Linked DNA regions of Sus scrofa: region 2 is linked to region 1. A link is a contact called in public promoter capture Hi-C data. All regions are on one chromosome and are shown on one strand. Each heading gives the region's core, a stretch centred on a gene start, on an enhancer-like site or on the middle of the called end of the contact. The rest is flanking DNA. Distances are from core to core; before and after follow the strand shown.

The links. Promoter capture Hi-C pulls out the DNA fragments that hold promoters and counts their contacts.
Region 2: a promoter capture Hi-C map of liver shows a contact between it and region 1, with 3 times the contacts expected there. The contact joins the promoter of FKBP14 here to the enhancer-like site in region 1. A contact is called at or near these places in 1 of 5 promoter capture datasets (liver), 19 of 47 Hi-C or Micro-C datasets (alveolar macrophages, blood, embryonic fibroblasts and 8 more) and 2 of 2 datasets of contacts at active chromatin or transcription factors (alveolar macrophages and skeletal muscle).

What each region holds. Positions count from the first base shown.
Region 1 is chr18:42,861,152-42,866,596 of Sscrofa11.1, forward strand. It overlaps PLEKHA8 (pleckstrin homology domain-containing family A member 8), which reads right to left. Exons shown (of 14, transcript XM_005673281.2): 10 at 4,306-4,364; 11 at 3,734-3,864; 12 at 3,044-3,114. Among named protein-coding and RNA genes, the nearest start is that of PLEKHA8, 37 kb to the right of the region's middle. Within about 2 kb of position 3,755, at least 2 of the 83 cell types and tissues checked have an H3K27ac peak or open chromatin away from gene starts, as enhancers often do. A contact at or near this core is called in liver, where this site is marked.
Region 2 is chr18:42,900,974-42,906,448 of Sscrofa11.1, forward strand. FKBP14 (FK506 binding protein 14) reads left to right here and starts at 2,127. Exons shown (of 4, transcript NM_001244527.1): 1 at 2,127-2,496. The coding sequence starts at 2,300. It overlaps PLEKHA8 (pleckstrin homology domain-containing family A member 8), which reads right to left and starts at 230. Exons shown (of 14, transcript XM_005673281.2): 1 at 1-230.

The DNA of each region.
Region 1 (5,445 bases), core at 2,505-5,004:
ACTCACTGTAAAAGGGGCGTACTCAGAAGATTAAATGAAATGTTTACAGAGAACCTAGTGTCATGCCAACACTGGGTACTCCATAAATGGTAGCGGTAATTACAATAACTCACTCAATTTTAGAATTAAATGCAGCTAATCTGCCTATAAGATAGCACAGAAATTGCACATACCCTCTCTTTTACCTACATACCCAAGCTCCCTCATTTTAGACAATATATCAGTTCTGCTTATAAAGCCTATGATTTCAAAATGAGAAAAAAGAAGCCATTAATCCAGAAGGAATATGCATCAAGGAGCATATGGGTTCTGAACAGTTAATGTGTAAACATTTCTCATAAAACTATTTGTTTGCACAGAGCTTGCTGTGTCTGTCCGGAGGGGGTTGGTTAGGGGAGTGTTATCTCTCTACACTGAACAGTAGCAGGAAACTGGGAATCTCTACAAGCAAAGGTGATTTAAATCATGAAAAGTTCTGAGCAAAGGCTGAGCGTCAGGATGAAAATCTCAAATGTATGGTCCCTTTTCCTTTCTGCTGAAACAGTCCACAGGGGAAGAGAGGGAAGGAGAAGCTGAGACTGGCTGTGATTATTTCAGTTCTGAAGCAGCATTCACCCTTCGAGCTGCCTCTCTTTTCACAATGTCAACATCTCTAGGCCCAGTTCCCAAATTATGTAAAAGGGAGGGGAGGAAAAGGAGCAGAATGAGGGATGAGGGAAGGGCAGAAAGGTTATATCCTCAACTTCCTCTACCTCCAAGAGACAAAGCTTTTCTTTTTGGCTGCTAGTGGCTGGGTTCTAGTCCATCCCAGCTCCACTAGAAGAGTCACGAGATTAGCATCCCCCACTTCCCCTCACACAGACAGCCACTACACAGCAACAGCATCCTGTGTAATGTGGAGTCCGCCAGGCACAGAGTGCTGAATCCCATATCATCTGCATTTCCTGCAAGGGGCAGAGTCTTCCTCCAATGGAACTTTCTCATATTAAGAAGTTAGTCTGGACAGAAAATTTGGCCTAGGCAACTGAGCTTTGCAAACTCTCCATTTGTGATTCGGGACAAATAAGCCCCATTTTCTGCCAGGTTATTAACTTTGTATGTCATGATAAAAATACAAACAATAATAGAAGCTAACTTCTATTAAGTGCTTATTATGAACCAATTTTTTTTTTAATTGCTCTTGCTTCTTTTCCATGTGTCTCACCACTGTTGCACAGATCCATACACTGAATGGATTTCAGACAAGGCATTCTTTATTTTTTTTTGTCTTTTTTGCCTTTCTAGGGCTGCATCTGCAGCATATGGAGGTTCCCAGGCTAGGGGTCTAATCGGAGTTACTGCTGTCAGCCTACGCCAGAGCCACAGCAATGCCAGATCTGAGCCACATCTGCGACCTACACCACAGCTCTTGGCAACGCCAGATCCTTAACCCACGGAGTGAGGCCAGGGATTGAACCCACAACCTCATGGTTCCCAGTCAGATTCATTTCCACCGTGCCACGATGGGAACTCCATGAACCAGTTTTCTAAACTTTCCACATGCATAAACCTATTTAATCTTTACAACAATCTTATTAGGGAAATCAAATCATCACTCCCATTTTATAGATGAGGAAACAGAGGCAGAGAAAAGTTCAGTCAATTGCTTAAGGGCACAATACCATTCGCTGGTGAAACCTGAGAGGCCAAGATCTTAATCTCTCCACAAAGCCGTAAAGTTTGGTAGATGCTTCAGCGGGTCCTAACAGTCACGGTGAGTCTAACTTTGAGTCCTGAAATCAGGACACAAAGGGCAGAATATAACTGACACTGCCCTGGAAACTCAGGGATGGATGAGAAACTCCAAAATGCAGGCAGCTCAGGGATGGTAGAGACTTTTGTGGAAGAAATGAAGGCTCTGGAAGCAGGGATCCCAAAGTGACACTGCTCCAGATCTTTTGTGGTCTTAGCATATCTCTAAATCTTGCAGAATTTCAATCACCTAACTTATAAAAATAGACTGATGTGAGGACTAGGTTGTCTGAATTTTTAATACAGTATTACAGAAATAACACCTTTTATTGTTTCATGGCACTTCAGCTAGTTTCCAGACAGGGAAGCCTGAGAAAATCATGAGAGGGCAGGATCCCTCAGGGCTCATGACCCAGAGGGAGGACAGACAAAAGGAAGAACCCACCCCTGACCCTGATAAAATTCTGCTGTGAACACTGGCTCCTCCTTCCCAACAGAAGCATCTAATTCATTCACTTCACTATTTATAATCACGGCTGCTTCGAGTGTGACCATGTGCTTCTCTACAACATAACAATACAGGGCTTCAAAACACATGGAATTTCATTCCCACCCACGCACCCGCCAGTGCCTCAATGCTCATCCTGGAAGGATTTCCTAAGTGAGAGCTCAGTCACTTTGTTAGGAGCACCACAAGGACGCTTCCAAGTCCTCAATGTTTTCCAAAAATGGCCTGACAGATGCAATGAACCATGCATCCCTCCACCCACCCACCCATGTTTATTAATAAGCACCTTCAACATTCCAGGCGCTGCATTAAGTGCTAGAGACAGAGGGCCATCTCCTTTGACCAAGGCCTTCATCCTAGTTTCAACCTGAGGAGCACGGGATGATGCCCAACCCTTCCTCTCACTTCAGAGCAGATTCCCAGGGATCCCCCTCCCTTTTACTGCCTCCAAAACTAGCTTCCATTTGGATATTGATTTTAGAGAACTACACAGTATAATTTAGGAAGAACTAATGTCTTAAAAATAGTAGGTTTTCCTATTAAGATTAAGAGAGAGCTCGCTATTAATTTAGCTCTTTTTTTAAGATATACTGATTTTTAATAAGTTAGATCTAGATTACTAGGTCACTATCTCAGGGTTCTTTTTTAACAAAGCATATACGAAACATCATCATCATAATAAACATTAGTAAGAATGAAGTAGAAAAAAAATCAAGTCTTGAAAAGCAGACCCTGTCTCCTCCACCAGGGGTCTCCATTTCACACTGCAGTCAATCAACCAATCAACATGTAAAGAACACTCACTCAGGGCTGTCTGGATGTCCTTTTCTCCATTTTTCACTTCTGTCAAAAAGCCCTTCAAAAATTTGAGACCTCTAAAACAAAAAAGAAGAAACATAATTTTCAAAATTCACTCATATTAAATGGGTATATAGAAATGACATTAGCTTCTTTTTAAGAGTATCTTAGGTCAAGTCACATAGCAGTCCTCTCTGAGTTTCTTCCCTGTCATTTCCCTTTAGCTTTCTCTAGACCTTTCTTATCTGAAATACCAAAACAGTGGTTTTCAAAATGTAGTCCCAGGACCAGAGGCTTTAGCATCACCTGGGAACTTGTCAGAAATGCAAAATTGGGAAGCCTCATTCCAGATTTACTGACTTAGAAACTCTGAGTTTCGAGTGGCGCAATTTCTGTTTTTTTCAAATAAGCCCTCCAGGTGATTGTGGTGCCACTAAAGTTTGTGATCCACTGACTTAAAGACAAACCAATCAACTGCATTGTCTTTTATGATACCAATCTTATATATTCTATTAACAATGCTTCTCACCATCAAGATGGAGGCAAAAAAAAAGGTGGTGCTCTATTCACTAGGTCTTTATACAGCTGAGTTACAGCTGTCCCTCAAAAGCAGTCTCCTTTGTATAGCAATTGATTTTGGAGGCAACATTTCAACTAAGCGGGATTTTAACTGCTGCCCCACCCCAGCTGCCTTACCTCTTCAGCCACAAGAGGGCTTCTGTAGCTGAGTTCCGAACCTGGGCTACGTCGGCTTCCACTTCATGCAGCACTATCTTTTGGAGGGTGGTAAACTCTTCCTTGTTGGTAATATACTTCTGATTTACCTTCTGCAAGAAAAGGAGGGAAACAATCTTAGGTTAAAAATGTTAAAGCTGGACTTCCCCGGTGGCTAAAGGATAAGGATCTGATGTTGTCACTACTGTGGCTTGGGTCACTGCTGTATGCAGATTCAATTGCTGGCCTGGAAACTTCCACATGCTGTGGGCTCGGCCAAAAAAAAAAAAAGTCTCTGTCACCTTCCTTATGGTTTCAAAGTAATGGGTTTTATTTGTTTGCAAGTTTTTATGAGGCTTATGCTAGAATTAAATATTCTAAGGGTTTAAAAGCACTGTTGTTAAAGTATTTTTTTCTGTGAGAAATGTTCTTACGGCTGGCCTGTGCTTTTCATGCTGAGTAAAAAAGTCAAGAGTTATTTGTCTCTGAATGAGATTTCATGCAACTCCTCCCTCTAAATATACAGGGACACAAAGATAAGCCAGTATATTCACCTTAATATTTCCAACTAGATCCATTTTAACAGGAGCAAACACCGTGGGGCCAAGTTTGTCTACAAGAAAAGAATGAAAACATCTTTGAAGAAGGGATTTTTTTTCAAGTGGAAAATAAGTTTTATAGCAACAATGAATTAAACAGATTTACTACCCCCCACAAACTTTAATTTTTTGCTTTTAAATCACTTTCTAAACATAAGCTTGAAAGCTTTCTAGGACACCGTTACTGCTTTCTTCTACTAGTCTGCTCTCAAGTGAGTAACTATAATACAGCCCTAGGGGCAGGTGAAGATAACTTTATAAGTCTGAATGCATATTGTAATCCTTAGGGCTGCATTGTCCAATATGGTAGCCACTAGATGTGTGGCTACTGAGCACGTGCAATGTACCCTATTCCAAACTGAAATGTTCTGTTAGTGTAAACACATACCAGATTTCAAAGACTTAGTGCCAAAAAACAAAATTATCTCATTACTGACTCGTTTACATTGATTCCATGTTGAGATGATATTTTGGATATACCAAGTTAGATAAAATACATTATTAAAATTAGTTTTATCTGTTTTGCTTTACTATTTTAATGTGCTTGCTAGAAAATTTTAAATTACATATGTAGCTTGAATATTTTTGCGGCATAGGGCAACTAAAAACTAACACAAAAGGGTACAAAGAGAAAATTTAACAAAATTCTAAAAAATACATGACTTAACCAAAAGAAAGACAGAAACAAAGATAAGGAGCTAAAAAGTCAAAAGAAGAAATAAAATAGAATACTAAAAAAATAACTGATAAATTGGCTAGAAATCAAGAAAGGAATAAAGAAAGGAACAAAGAACAGATGAGAAAAACAGAAAATAAATAGCAAGAAGGGAGAAATCCACTGCAGGCTTAAATACACCCAAATGATGTAATTTATTACACTAATGAAGTATACAGGGAAAAAACATAACAATTTCAATAAATATAAAAATTACATTTTGTAAAATTAACTCATTCATGATTGTAAAAAAACAATTCAATGTACAAAAGTCAACTGCATCTATATGCTATTAATGAACAATTGGAAAATGAAATACTTTTTTATGATAGCATAAGAAAACTATAAAATCCCCAAATTTATTCCTAACAATAGATGTA
Region 2 (5,475 bases), core at 877-3,376, 38 kb after region 1:
CTGGACACGTGAAGGCGCGGCCGACCCGTGGCCCCGCACCGCGGGGCCGGCGCGCTGTCCACAAGGAGGCCAAAGCACTGGGTGAGGCCGAGGGGCGGCTGCGGCCACCACAGGGCCGCAAGCGGGGCGGCGGGTCGCGGGCGGCGCCACCGCGCGCCACCTGAAGCCTCTACCCACCCGGCCCGGAGCCCGCTCGCGCATGCCCCGTGCATCGCCTGCGCGCACGTTCCCAAAATCCACTCCGGGCTTTAGCGGCAACCGCGGCGGCCGCGCTGACGTAGCCGCAGAGGCCGGCGGGGAAAAGGAGTCCCGCAGGCTAGGGACTATGGAAAGGGTGAGAACAGAGGAGGGAGGCCACTGGGGCAAGTCCCAAGTTAATGTGCTGTAGATGGATCCTACCTACCTCTTAACGTTTGGGATCACCGGGACCCCTTAGGCTGCTCCCTGGATTCTAGTCCTCAAGGTCTAATTCTTTTTTTCAAAGCTAATTGATCTCACACACTTCAAGGCTATTGAGGTGCCCATTAGGGCAGAAGGAGGTGAATGAATGTTGTGTGTGGCAGTGTTAGCAGACGTTTTCTAAACTCTAAGGCCCCGCTACAGAAAGTGTGGTCCACCGACTGCAGCATTGACCTCACCTAGGAGATTGCCGGAATTGCAGGATATCGCTCCAAGCCCAGAAACTGCTGAATTGAACTCTTGAATGGGTCCAGGAACTCCCAGGGGATTCCTATGCGTATTAAAGTGTGAGAAAGCACTGTGCTAAGGATATTTGACTAGGGAAAATGTTAACTGTAGACTCAGTGGAAAAGCAGGTTATGAAACAGTGTACAATAGGATCCTAATTGTTTTAGGCATGTGTCACAAAAGCATACAACAAGGTGTTCAGAGGATTATATCTGGATGGTGGTATCATAGGAAATCTTTTTTCTTTCTTTTTCTTTAGTGAAAGTCTGCCAGATTTAGCAAATAAAAACAAAGAACAATCAACTCGTTTATCTGGAATTCAAATTTAATGTGGCTCCTGTTTTTTAACTGGGAATTCTAGTGCTTTCCAGTTTCTTCCAACTCGACTACAATGTACACGTATTGCTTTTGAAATTATGAGAACAATGTAAAACTAAAAATTTTAAACTAAGTTGAGCTTGTGTAACTCGTAAATGTGATTACTATTTCTTTAAGGCCGAGATCTGCACTCTCTCTCGAGTTTTGTTTTTCTTTTTAGAGCCGCACCTGCAGCATATGGAAGCTCCCTGGCCACAGCCACAGAAACGCCAGATCCCAGCTGCATCTGCAACCCATGTCACAGCTTGTGGCAGTGCTGGATCCTTAACCTACTGAGCGTGGCCAGGGACCCAACCCGCATCCTCTCAGATATAATGTCGAGTTAGCTGAGCAACAACGGGAACTATGGTCTGCACTTATTCTTGATAGAGGCTATTATTGACTCTCTACACTAAGGTCATTTAGATGATAAATTATTAGCAGCCGTAACATAATGCAGTGATGCACAATACATCACAATACCTGGTTTGACGGCGGAGCTCAACGGCTTTTGACGCTCAACAACCTTAAGCAGGACACAACCTCTCCTAGCCTATATATGCTCATCTTTTAAATGGAATAAAAGAATCTGCCTTACCCGCAGGGTAGTGAGCGTCAAACACAGGAATGCACTTTGTGAAACCAAAAGCACTGCTAAAGTCTTTATCGATTGCACCGTAAATTAAATAATAAGCAATTACTATGGGGGAGGGGGACCGCACCAACTATGAGAGCAAAGGAGTCTTTCCTTAAACCTCTGCTGTTTCACCTGGGTCCACGACTTCTCACTGAAGCCAGGTTCTCCGCAGCCGTGACTTTGCCTGAGAAGTTTCCGGTGAGCTCCGCGCCCCACCCCTTTCTTAAAGTGCCAGGTAGAGGAATTCTGTAGTCTGTCGGGCTCCGGGACCACTCCGGGTGGTTCTCCCCTGGGCTACCGGGTGGTAAATTACATGGTTGTAGAGTCATTGGTTCGAGAGTCGCCCGAGAGACAGCTCCACTAGCCAATAAGAGGCCGCCCTGCCCAGGCGTCCGCGTGGTTGGAGCCAGTCAGGCCCGGGCTTGGGTTTAACTCTTTAGAAACCAGTTCGAAGTTGCACGGGAAAGTTGTCCGTAGTGAATGTGCCACGTCTACTGGGAGGGAGAGTTATGAACTTGCCAGAGGCTGTTGTCCTAAGCTTTCAACTACATTTTTAACTCTATGAGGTCGGGGGCCCTTTCTCTGTTTTTCTAGGAACTTCTTTCCTGCTCTGGCAACATGAGGCTTTTCTTGTGGAACGCGGTCCTGACGCTGTTAGTCACTTCTTCGAGCGGGGCTCTGATCCCTGAACCAGAAGTGAAGATTGAAGTGCTCCAGAAGCCATTCATCTGCCATCGCAAGACCAAAGGGGGGGATTTGATGCTGGTCCACTATGAAGGCTACTTAGAAAAGGACGGCTCCTTATTTCACTCCACGTAAGTAATTATACCCTGCAGGTAAAGAAGTAAAGAACCCACCCACTTAGGCCAGCTCTTGGGCAGGAACAGTAGCGTGTACCAGCGTTATCTCCCTTTTAAAAAACTAAAATATCGAATTTCTCTCTTTGGGGAAAGGAATTGGTTAAAGTCAATCTTATATAACAAGGCCTTTGAAGGTCTTACTGGAAACGTGGTCAGGATAAAACGATAAATTTTTTTATTGTAAAAATTAGAGCTAGAATCTCTGAAATCCTGTAGAAATATCTAGGTGTATAAATAGGCAATAAGTGGAAAAGACATAAAGGCATTCTCATTTCTCTTGTTCCTGAGGGAAAATAACTCAATTCCATTTTTCTTTGGTAAAGGTGAAATTAAACTTTTCATAGCCCTTTCATGAGCAGAATACACAATTATTTATTTGCTTGTGGTAGGATATGTTAACAGTAGTCCACTGACCTATTTAACTTTTGGCCTGGTGACATTTTGGTCAAGGCACAGGGACATTATTTGTTTCATTGTTTCTTTCTAGAAATTCAAAGACCTCATTGATGGGTGTGGGTGTGGTTATGGAAGATTAATCCAATACCTACAGTGAAAGATTTTCAGATGGTTACACTGTCCTTATTTCTGTTTTATAAAGAAAGAAATTGCAACAGGGAAAAGTTTTGTAAGTGTAATGATTTCCCATCAGGCCTTGATTCTCGGATTCCATCCCTAAAGTATTCATTGAACATTTCTTTATGTTAGGCCCTGTGCTTGACCCTAGGTGGATTTAAAACATCTGGCTTCTCTCTGTCCTCACCATTCATTCATCTCCATCTATCAAATCTTTACTGAGCAGCCCCAAGGCAGGCCCTGAGGATGCGGAGATGACTAAGACTGGGTTCTTGTCCTCTAGCAGGACACTGAGTACAGGGGGGAGGAAGACAGCTGTAAAGTTCAGAATGTTCAAAGTGCTCACGAAGCACGGACTCTGGAATTTATCATGCTCTGAGAGATGGGGAAAGAACACCTTCTGAGAGATCATAATTGAGGTGGGTCTTGAAAGATGGGTGGCTGGAGGTTTCCCAGGTAGAGAATGAGGAAGGAAGGACACCAGGTGGAAAGAGCAGCCTGAACTAAAGCAGCAAAGCTTCATGGCCCATCCTAGACCTCATTTTCTTTTCTTTTCTCTTTTTAGGGCTGCACCCGTCGCATATGGAAGTTCCTGGGCTGGGGTCGAATTGGAGCTACAGCTGCCAGCCTACACCACAGCCACGGCAACATGGGATCCAAGTTGTGTCCGCGATGTACATCTCATGGCAACACTGAATCCTTAACCTACTGAGCAAGGCCAGGAATCAAACCTGCATCCTCATGGATATTAGTTGGGTTCATGAGCCACTCAACCACAACAGGCACTCCCTCGACCTCATCTTCTGATCAACTGCCATTACTGGGCATTCAGATCTGATCTGTCATGACATTTTAAAGTCAATGGCAAAAAGTTCCAAGATGCCGGCTTGCCATAGACTTCTCAACAGTCTTATCTTTTTGTCAACAAGGCCAGAGCCACAGTGGACATTAAATGATATTATGATTTGCCTTCCGAAACTTTCCTTTACATTTTAATTTTTGGTATGATCTCTTTTAGATCCAGGCTGATCTATTTCAGGTCTCAGAACCAAAAGCCTGTGTGGATTTCGGTGGGAACATCGGGATATTAATTAGCACTCTGCTACTAAAGTTCTAGTACCTGAAGACAGGAATATTGTCAGGCAGCCTCCATGTAAATGGCCAGTACTGCTAACTCTGAGTATTATAAAGAAGTACCATCTAATGATCAGTTTAAAAAGCGTATTCATCATTTTGAGAACCACAGCCTATGTGGTAAATAGCCTAAATCCTTTAGCCATGAAGGATTCGGCAAGAAGTGTGCCAAAACTGTAGGCTTCTGGGTGGTAGATTCTTTCATTTTTTTCTATATTTTCTGACCGTCCCCTGTTTCCTACTGTTGCCATTTTGCTACTTTGATTACTTTTAAGGAAAAGAAGTAATGGTCTTTACCTCCATTTATTAACCATGGTACCTGTGAAGCCTGGTAGAGTGAAGCCTGGTACAGTTCTCATCTGTAAGAGATCCTTGAATAGAACCCTTTCCTCATTGCACTAAGAGGAGCTAGCAGGTTCATGTACTACCCGGCCAGCAGGCCTTCTCCAGTTGCTCAACAGCTGGCCTCTCTTCAGCTCGTGAGCCTGGATATCTTGACCCTTCCCTTCTTCCCCAGTCCTTGAGGGGCCACTGCTCCAGGCCTCCCTGCATAGCCCCAGAGTCAATGCCTAGGGAGAGAACTGGGCCAGGGTTTGTGAAAAGAGCAGTCTCTTGAATCTGTTAGAGCCATCAGCAGGCTATACATCAGAAAAGCTGTCGGCAGGATGAAAGACAATGTGCTCTTGACTCTCCATTGTCCATGTGAGCATGGACCCGCCAGTATTGGCAGTAAATTCTCCTTAGCCTCTCATCCTCCTTCCCACACTCATTTTCCATTATTTCATCCCTCTTCTGCACCCTAGTGGCCTTCCTGGGTCAGTATCACTTTTTGATTAAGACTTAAGAACTTCCGAGTTAGGTCTGAGACTGGCTCACTTAACCTCAGTTTCCTCATCTGTATAATGGGGTGGTAGTGGTGCTTTCCTCATATGATCATTGTTAGACTTAAAAGAATCAAAGCATTTAAGATAATATCTGGTCTACAGTAAATGCTCAGATAGTTGTTTTCATTATTATTCTCTCTGCCCTCTCTAGCCAAGTCAGCTTTCTGAAATGTGCATCAGGAAAGATGGGCCGTGAATTGAATTACTGTAGAGTGGACCTGTGCATGTATGCTGTTTTCCAAACTAATAAAATTAATCATGTGGTGGAAAAATTACACCACAGCAATAAAAAAAAAAAAATGACTAAGTTACTTGAGAGTTCTAATGTGTTTTCTTTCTATTG